3 separate regions of the Xenopus laevis genome follow, and regions 1 and 2 are each linked to region 3. The links are chromatin contacts, called in public Hi-C maps. All regions are on one chromosome and are shown on one strand. Each heading gives the region's core, a stretch centred on a gene start, on an enhancer-like site or on the middle of the called end of the contact. The rest is flanking DNA. Distances are from core to core; before and after follow the strand shown.

Region 1 (3,126 bases), core at 529-3,028, 220 kb before region 3:
AAGAGAAATCTCAGGGGTTGTGGGGATTTTATCTTTTCTCCACTTTTGCCTCATGCAGGTGCTACAATTACTGGAAAAACCTCAATTTGGCTGATCCTGGAAGCAAAGCCTGGTCAGCAGCCGGTACTAGAAGAAGTTCTACAGGCTGAAGTCACTTTGTTACGTTACCGGCTGCTGACCCCCCCCCCCCAGGGTCGGCAAGACACCGGGGGAAAAAACAGTGGACCCAGAGCTGCAAAATATCATCAAAACAGCTGTACACTCACATGCGCAATTGTGGGGTAAAAACCCGTGTGTGTCTGTGAGAGAGAGAAAGGGGCAGGGGGAGCCAGACCACAGCCCCAGTGAGACTCAGGCCCCCCAGTCCGTCCCAGACCCTGGTGCAACTACACTGACACCTGCTACTTGTGCGTCATCACCAGTATAGTGAGCACAGGAGACACAAGCAGCTCAATCTAAATGCTGCTGCTGCAAATACAAGGAATCACTTCATATGAACAACATGGAGTCCAACTCAGACGCCCATTTCAGCAGGTAACTGGGGGTCTTACTCTGATGTTCCCCCCTGAGCGGACTCATAATATTACCAGATTCTCCTCATAGGGACCCACTAAAGCTACTTGCCAGTGATCAGGGTATGGGATCCCTTATCTGGAAACCCGTCATACAGAATTATAGAAATGCTGCCTCCCACACTCTCCCATTTGCCTTCCTCCATTTTATCTGTAATAATAAAACAGTCGCTTGTACTTGATCCCAACTAAGATATAATTAATCCTTATTGGAAGCAAAACCAGACTATTGGCTTTATTTCATGTTTATGTGATTTTCTAGTAGACTTAAGATGTGAAGATCCAAATTACAGAAAGATCCCTTATCCAGCTCCAGAGCATTCTGAATAACAGGTCCCATACCTGTATTATAATAAAGTCGTGGGGAGCTTAGATTGTAACCTGTACGGCTCTCCTTCTTCCTAAATCTGAAACGTTATTACAGGCATGGGATCTGTTATCCGGAAACCCACTATCCAGAAAAATCTGAATTACAGAAAGGCTGTCTGCTATAGACACTATTTTATCCAAATAATCCATTTTTTTAAGAATCATTTCCTTTTTCTTTGTAATAATAAAACAGAACCTTGTACAGATATGGGAAACCCGTTACACAGAAAGCTCCAAATTACAGAAAGGCCATAGACTCCATTATAATGAAATTATCCAAATGTTTCAATATGATTTCCCTTTTCTGTGTAATAATAAAACAGTCGCTTGTACTTGATCCCAACTAAGATATAATTAATCCTTATTGGAAGCAAAACCAGCCTATTGGGTTTATTTCATGTTTATATGATTTTCTAGTAGACTTAAGGCATGAAGATCCAAATAATGGAAAGATCCATTATCCGCAAAACCCCAGGTCCCAAGCATTCTGGATAACAGGTCCTATACCTGTAAAACAGTCGCTTGTACTTGATCCCAACTAAGATCTAATGAATCCTTATTGGAGGCAGAACCAAATGATTTCATGTTTATATGAGTTTGAGTTGGTACAAGAGGCGAGTAGAGCTTTATACTTAGTCACAACTGACTGTCATTTCCTCACACAGGAGCCCTCACCTCCCCCACCTCCCCCACCTCATGAAACTGCAACGTAAGTGTCCGGCAGCGGCTTGTGATTGGCTTATGCGGAGACCACCTGCTCCTGTCGCCTCGGAGCGGCAGCCAATGAGAGAGCTTGGCGCGAGATTCTGAGCGCGCGCTGCTTATTCTGAGAGAGGTTTTGCCGCGCTGGGGGTCAGTGTGCGGCGAAGTTTAGAGCAGAAGAAGCAGCGGCGGCATTAGTGAGGGCAGCGCGTTTTTATTTCTGACTGGAATCCGCCACAGCCTCGCTGACAAGCAGGTGAGTCCTCGTTTAGTCACAGGCAGTCGCTTTGTGTGAGTCAGTGATACGTGTGAGGCTCCTTCATTTATTCACGAACATTGGGCGAGTGAAAGTCCTGGGCTTGTGCGGCTGCTGCTGGGAGAGGCGCGCAATGCACTGTGGGACTTGTAGTCTTGGCACATGAAGGGCCAACTGTCAGCCGTGTAGCCTTCCCTTGTGACTGCCAGCAGCTCCCTAATGTCTTCAGTCCAGCCTGTAGCTCTATAGTCACATGGCTACCAGCCTTCTGCTCCAGCTGCAGACTCAGCTGCTTTCTATACAGCCCTGCACCTAAATGCCCTTTAATAAGTGCTGGTGCTGGGAGGAGACTTGTGCAGCCTCAAAATGAAAGGGGAAGCAATGCCTTGATTATTGTGCAGCTAATTAACCATTCCTTCTAAATAACAGCAAGTGGGGCTTTCCTTCATTTTCATTGGCCTGAGTTTATCCATGAGATTGAGCTGATGTCGGGTCTGTACTACTCACCCCCGCAGCTAATGCCATAGACTTTGCCTTCACTCATTTATTAGAGAAAAACTCTAAAGTGCAGGGGCCCAGGCTGCTATAGGGTTAATCCTGCTCTGATGAATCTGTCGCCTCTCTTGTTCATTAATAGAACTGCTCCCTGTTCATCACTTCATCTGCAGCTTCCCTGTAGCTCGTTAGCACTGATGGGAACGGCGTTAGTGCAATTTATATACAGATATTGCCTATTGAGGCTCTAACAAGTGATGCATTTCCTTGTATGCTCCCAGAATAGAAAGATATTGGGATATTAGCAGAGCAGCCCCTTAGATTGTTGTGCAGCCAAAAAGCTCTTCATTCTAAATGACCGTATTCCCATGTTTCTATATATACACTCCTGTATCATACACCCTACATAATACTCCCAGGTACAATATGCATTTAAACTACCCACGAGCCCACAAAATAGGTCTTACATTGAAAATGTGTGTTCATTAAAAATCCATAATATTTATTATAGACGGTACACCTTTAATTCTCTTATATCCGTACTTCCCAGCGGCCGCACTCAGGCTTCTGTCAGGGCATTTCTGTTGCCAAAGTGCAGGCTAGTGGGGTACCGCTGTATTACTGTCATTTTATCCATTATCACCTTGTTTATTTAAACCTTTAAAGGAGACATTCTGTGTATAAAATAAGGGTTTATCATTGTATTATACTCATTTAGATAAAGAAGAATTG
Region 2 (2,879 bases), core at 23-2,522, 130 kb before region 3:
GTGGGTAGAGGGGGTGCCGGTGGATAGAGGGGGTGCCGGTGGGTAGAGCGGGTGCCGGTGGGTAGAGGGGGTGCCGGTGGGTAGAGCGGGTGCCGGTGGGTAGAGCGGGTGCCGGTGGGTAGAGGGGGTGCCGGTGGGTAGAGCGGGTGCCGGTGGGTAGAGCGGGTGCCGGTGGGTAGAGCGGGTGCCGGTGGGTAGAGCGGGTGCCGGTGGGTAGAGGGGGTGCCGGTGGGTAGAGCGGGTGCCGGTGGGTAGAGGGGGTGCCGGTGGGTAGAGGGGGTGCCGGTGGGTAGAGGGGGTGCCGGTGGGTAGAGGGGGTGCCGGTGGGTAGAGGGGGTGCCGGTGGATAGAGGGGGTGCCGGTGGATAGTGGGGGTGCCGGTGGGTAGAGGGGGTGCCGGTGGGTAGAGGGGGTGCCGGTGGATAGAGGGGGTGCCGGTGGGTAGAGCGGGTGCCGGTGGTAGAGGGGGTGCCGGTGGGTAGAGCGGGTGCCGGTGGGTAGAGCGGGTGCCGGTGGGTAGAGGGGGTGCCGGTGGGTAGAGCGGGTGCCGGTGGGTAGAGCGGGTGCCGGTGGGTAGAGCGGGTGCCGGTGGGTAGAGCGGGTGCCGGTGGAGAGAGCGGGTGCCGGTGGAGAGAGCGGGTGCCGGTGGAGAGAGGGGGTGCCGGTGGAGAGAGGGGGTGCCGGTGGAGAGAGGGGGTGCCGGTGGAGAGAGGGGGTGCCGGTGGAGAGAGGGGGTGCTGGTGGATAGAGCGGGTAGAGGGGGTGCCGGTGGATAGAGCGGGTGCCGGTGGAGAGAGGGGGTGCCGGTGGATAGAGCGGGTGCCGGTGGAGAGAGCGGGTGCCGGTGGAGAGAGGGGGTGCCGGTGGAGAGAGGGGGTGCCGGTGGAGAGAGGGGGTGCCGGTGGAGAGAGCGGGCAGAGGGGTGCCGGTGGATAGAGCGGGTGTCGGTGGAGAGAGGGGGTGCCGGTGGAGAGAGGGGGTGCCGGTGGATAGAGCGGGTGCCGGTGGATAGAGCGGGTGCCGGTGGATAGAGGGGGTGCCGGTGGAGAGAGGGGTGCCGGTGGATAGAGCGGGCAGAGGGGGTGCCGGTGGATAGAGCGGGTGCCGGTGGATAGAGCGGGTGCCGGTGGGTAGAGCGGTTGCCGGTGGGTAGAGGGGGTGCCGGTGGAGAGGGGGGGTAGAGGGGGTGCCAGTGGATAGAGCGGGTGCAGGTGGATAGAGCGGGTGCCGGTGGATAGAGGCTGTGCCAGAACATTGAAAAATGCCCCTCATTCCTAATAGAACAAAACACTTAGATTGTAAGCTCTATGGGGCAGTGACCTCCTTCCTTCTGTCTCTCACTTACTACATGGCATTTAATAATCTCTGAGCACTTAAATATATATATTAATTCAGGGTTGGACTGGTGTGGTTGGGACCCACTGGGTTCTGAACCTCGGGGACCCCACATGCGTGTGTGAATGGTGGGTGCACCCTGTGCATGGACAAGCAGCGAGCGCAGTGTACTGTGTGTATTTGTCATGTTTGGGCCAATCGAGGAGCAGATCTGGCCCAGTGGGGACTCACCGGGTTTTTCCCTAATTGTATGTGAATTACTTGTCCTCCAGTTCAGCTCTATGGGCAAGAGATTCTAGAGAAACACAAACATATCGTTTTATACACAAAACAGCAGCAGTCAGAGTGTTTGTTACATAGAGATTACTGAGTAACAGGAGCAACCTGTGCTTTGTAACAGCAATAACAGCAATATTGTAACAGCATCCCCCGCCTGAATCCAATTAAAGGGACAAATAAATAACAAATAACAGCAGGGTCCAAAGTTGTAATTCAGAAAGCAGCAAAGATACTCAGTGAAGCGGCACAGTATTAATGTATTGACTTGAATTGCCTTTGCTTTTATCCAATTCACCCCATTTCTTTCACTTTCCACACACAGACCCTCCCCCACTGAGCAATTGACTGAGAGGCAAATAATGGAGGCAGCAGTAGTAATAATGAGGCAGTAACAATGGAGGCCAGTAATGAGGAAAGTAGTAACAATGAGGCAGTAATGAGGAAAGTAGTAATAAGGGAGGCAGAAGTAACAATAATGAGGCCATTAATGAGGAAAGTAGTAACAATGCGACAGTAATAACAATGATGAGGCAGTAATAATGAGGCCAGTAATTATAATGGAGGCCAATACTAATGAGGCAACAGTAACAAAATGGAGGGCAGTAATGAGGAAAGTAGTAACAATGGAGGCAGCAGTAACAAGTCAGTAGTAATAATACTGAGTCAGTAATAATGAGAAGGAGAAGAAGTAGAAATAAAAGCCAAAGGCAGAAAGTAAAGTCCATAGAAATGAGGGTCAGTCACAGACACTGAGGAAACTGAGTGAAAACTTGTGGAATATTTCTGCAGCCTCACACGTAACTTTATATGAATAATAACTGGCTTCAGTCCCACTCACACTCTCACTCTCACTCACACTCACACTCACACTCACACTCAGGCCAAGTCTCTCACCTGCTCTTATGAACTTCCCTCCACACAAGTCTCACCGCCTTCTCCACAGAAACTCACTTCCTGCTTACAAGATGGCGGTGGTTTCTATAGTGAGACTCGAATGACAAGAAGGTGACCGGAAAGAAGGCAACGCTCAAATTAACGTGACCGAAAGCTCTAAATAAAGAGCCCTCCAAGGCCCTCGCAATCCGTTCTATATTAATCCATAAAGGGGAAATGACTTCACCTCCTTCGCTGTCAAAATGTTTTCAAGATGGCGGTGCGCTCCACAGTGGGATGCACACCACAAAACCGTGGCCAAAATAAGGAAACGATTAAAACTCTTTGTAATGTCTGCAGCACTGACTGAATTGCTCTGTAAGGCCTTCCCG
Region 3 (2,929 bases), core at 423-2,922:
TAGTAATTTCACAAAGAGCTTATATGAGTGGCATTGAATACTTTGCATTTCATCCGACTTTTAACCTTTTTTTTCTGACCATGGGGGAGGGGTCACCAATTATTTCTTGGCCCAATGGAAACCGTTAAGATGTTTCCTTATAAAGATAACACAACAATAAAAAGTCCCTAAAATCTCAAATTTCCCCATTAAAGTCATCAAGTACATCTCTGAATTATTACACACAAAATCATGAATTCCCAAATCAGAACAAGCTAGTTACATTCATTTGGCTCCACAACAAATTCACTCTCAATATCTCCTCACCTGTGGAGCTTGCAATCTAAGTTGCAATTGACATCCATGCTAACACTATCTCATTTCTCTTGGTTACAACTAAAGACCTCAGAGCAGCTAACCATTAACAATGTATTCCTTCTGGAATTCCGATTGCTATGGTTCCTTTTACAAGAATCCCCCCAAGGACATCACGGCATGTATTGGGATTCTGATTGATGATGCAACAAGTGGTCCCATTTCTTACCATAAAGAAGAAGGCAAGGGATGACACAAGAGTTCTAATATCTTATAGTTAATGTAAATGTTAAGCTTATTGTCCTCTACAGAACGTCATCTATCTTGATGTTTCTGGCTATTGATGGGTTCAGAGGACTATAATGATGCTCATCATAATATATATATACTGGTATCAATGTGATTGATTGTCAGGTCAAACATAAAGGGGGTTATTAGCTAAAAGTTGAATCTTTCTGGTAAAGGTTTTAAAGGGGAAAACACAAATGTTTATTAGGAAGAAAAACCTCAAATTTATTTATTATACCCCGAGGCTGAAAAAAGTCAGAATCCGAAAAATACTCCATCTCAAACCTGTCGAGGTCATGTAGAAGTCAATGAAATATGTCCTTTTTACAATTGGAAGATATTATGATTTGCGCTGGGTTTCGTACGATAAGCCAAACAATTTGTGGTTTTCAGACGATAATCCGAAAAATCGGAAACATTTGTACGAGTCAAATTTTTTTCCTGCACTGAATTTTATTGATAAGTAAGGTGAAATTGTGGATGGGAATTCGTTTTAATAAAATAATGAGAAACTTTCGAGTTTAAGTAAATAACCCCCTAAAATGTTGTGGAGAACAGGATACAACCCTAGTCAGATAACATAGATCTGCCTCATTCATTGCTGAGGCTCAGATCTCTAATTGCCGCCTAGATATCTTCACTTGGATGAGTCAGTGCCATCAGAACCTAACAAAAAAACCAAACTGATCATCTTTCCACCTAAACCTGGTCCTTCTCCTTCTTTACAATTCTTACTGTTTCTATTAAAGTCATCAAGCAACAGCTAAGCCCCATGCCCTCATCTTATCCCACTTAGGCTACTGCAACCTGCTATTGCATTCTGCTACTAACCAGCCTCCCATACTCCCATCTATCCTCCCTACAGCATGTTGCATAGCAGTTCCTGTATATATGCTAAAGGATTATCCACCCGCCAAAAAAGAACAATTTGTGTACATATCACATCACTTGACCTCTAATAAAAAAAGAATCCACAATTTACCTTGAATGTGAGCTGCCATGCTGATTGGCATTGACACAGGAAACAGAGACACAGTTCTTATGTGCCGATTACTGAGAGATGTGTGTAGTTGGGGAGGCTTTGTCTCATGTGAACGGGAAGAAGTGTCAAAGACTCATTTCTGTATCGGCAGACAGATATATATTATAGACACATTCTGGGACGTCCCTTTCTACGTCAGGTGTTTCCTGGGGTACAATATTAAAGGAAAACCACACCTAAAATAAACACACTCCAATGTTAGAGGGGCTAGTGCAGCAAAGGTTTCAGGCTTCCGCAAAATATTTGCTATTAATCTTGCTATTTTTGTGCTGGAGCAGCTGCTACTTCAAACTCAGTTGAAGCAAAGAAATAAACGAGTGCTTCCTTTTGCTTAATACCAATAAATATATGAGTCAGGGGCAGACATAGCCAGTAAATGTTCCCTGGACAGAGACAATATATAGGTCCCACAATTAATGTCCTACCATTATATATATATCATATACCATGTATATTCTTTGACTTTATTTGAATTTATTTTCACCTTGTTATATATATATTGATCTGTTTGTTCAAAACGTTGGCTGACTTGGTTCCCCTTGGTCTTTTTTGCCCTGAATTGGTAGGCGGTAACTCATTGGTGACATGTTTGTGTTTGAACTGTATAAAGTTGTTTGCAGTTGGGCAACATAGTCTGACTAAGGCTTGAGCAAAGACCAAGCTAGTCCAGAAACATCACTTTGTAAGGTCAGATATTATCAGTGTTGGACCGAGTACCTGAGGTTCACCACCAACCTGCCGACCACGCGAGTGTATTGTGTATTGATAGGCAATGCACACACACACATGCAATCTTGTCTGCCCTGACCCCAACCTAACCACTTCCAACTCTATACCCATCCCAAATTAATGTGCTGCAATTTCTTATAAAGCAACTCCTGGACCATCCATGTCTGACATTACCGGGGGCAGGGCAGGTGAAGGTACATAACAGATTGCAACTGCCGGGTTGAGTGGGGGGCAGTTTGGGCAGGAAGGGGCCATCAGTGTTTTTCCAAATACCCATGTGTTCCAGTCCACAACTGCAATACTTCTGTTCAACCTGTAAACTAAATACATTTATTTAATGGTTATTAAATACATTTCCACATTTATAGTTTCCTCCTATAAACTGATAAGTTAAAGATAAGTATTGATTGAACAACCTCAACTAGATTTGGAAAGTAGAATGTCAATACAAGGGTTTTTTATCCTTGAGCGGGTTCATGGTTCATGCATGGTCAGCTACAGTACTACCCACTCAAGATGTTTCCAGAACATTTCCTAAACCACTCTAATACTATCTCCTATAAAATAGATGTAGTA

What was found. A called contact is a pair of places that touch in the nucleus more often than the background predicts.
Region 1: a Hi-C map of the XTC cell line shows a contact between it and region 3, with 3 times the contacts expected there. The contact joins the promoter of cdc6.S here to the promoter of ccr7.S in region 3. A contact is called at or near these places in 2 of 4 Hi-C or Micro-C datasets (the XL177 cell line and the XTC cell line).
Region 2: a contact with region 3 is called in a Hi-C map of the XL177 cell line, with 4 times the contacts expected there. The contact joins the promoter of LOC121399113 here to the promoter of ccr7.S in region 3. A contact is called at or near these places in 2 of 4 Hi-C or Micro-C datasets (the XL177 cell line and the XTC cell line).

The regions. Positions count from the first base shown.
Region 1 is chr9_10S:1,519,872-1,522,997 of Xenopus_laevis_v10.1, reverse strand. It overlaps cdc6.S (cell division cycle 6 S homeolog), which reads left to right and starts at 1,778. Exons shown (of 12, transcript NM_001088375.1): 1 at 1,778-1,899.
Region 2 is chr9_10S:1,438,133-1,441,011 of Xenopus_laevis_v10.1, reverse strand. LOC121399113 (proline-rich extensin-like protein EPR1) reads right to left here and starts at 1,272. Exons shown (of 1, transcript XM_041578978.1): 1 at 1-1,272. The coding sequence starts at 1,272.
Region 3 is chr9_10S:1,304,708-1,307,636 of Xenopus_laevis_v10.1, reverse strand. ccr7.S (C-C motif chemokine receptor 7 S homeolog) reads right to left here and starts at 1,672. Exons shown (of 3, transcript NM_001092273.1): 1 at 1,565-1,672. The coding sequence starts at 1,595.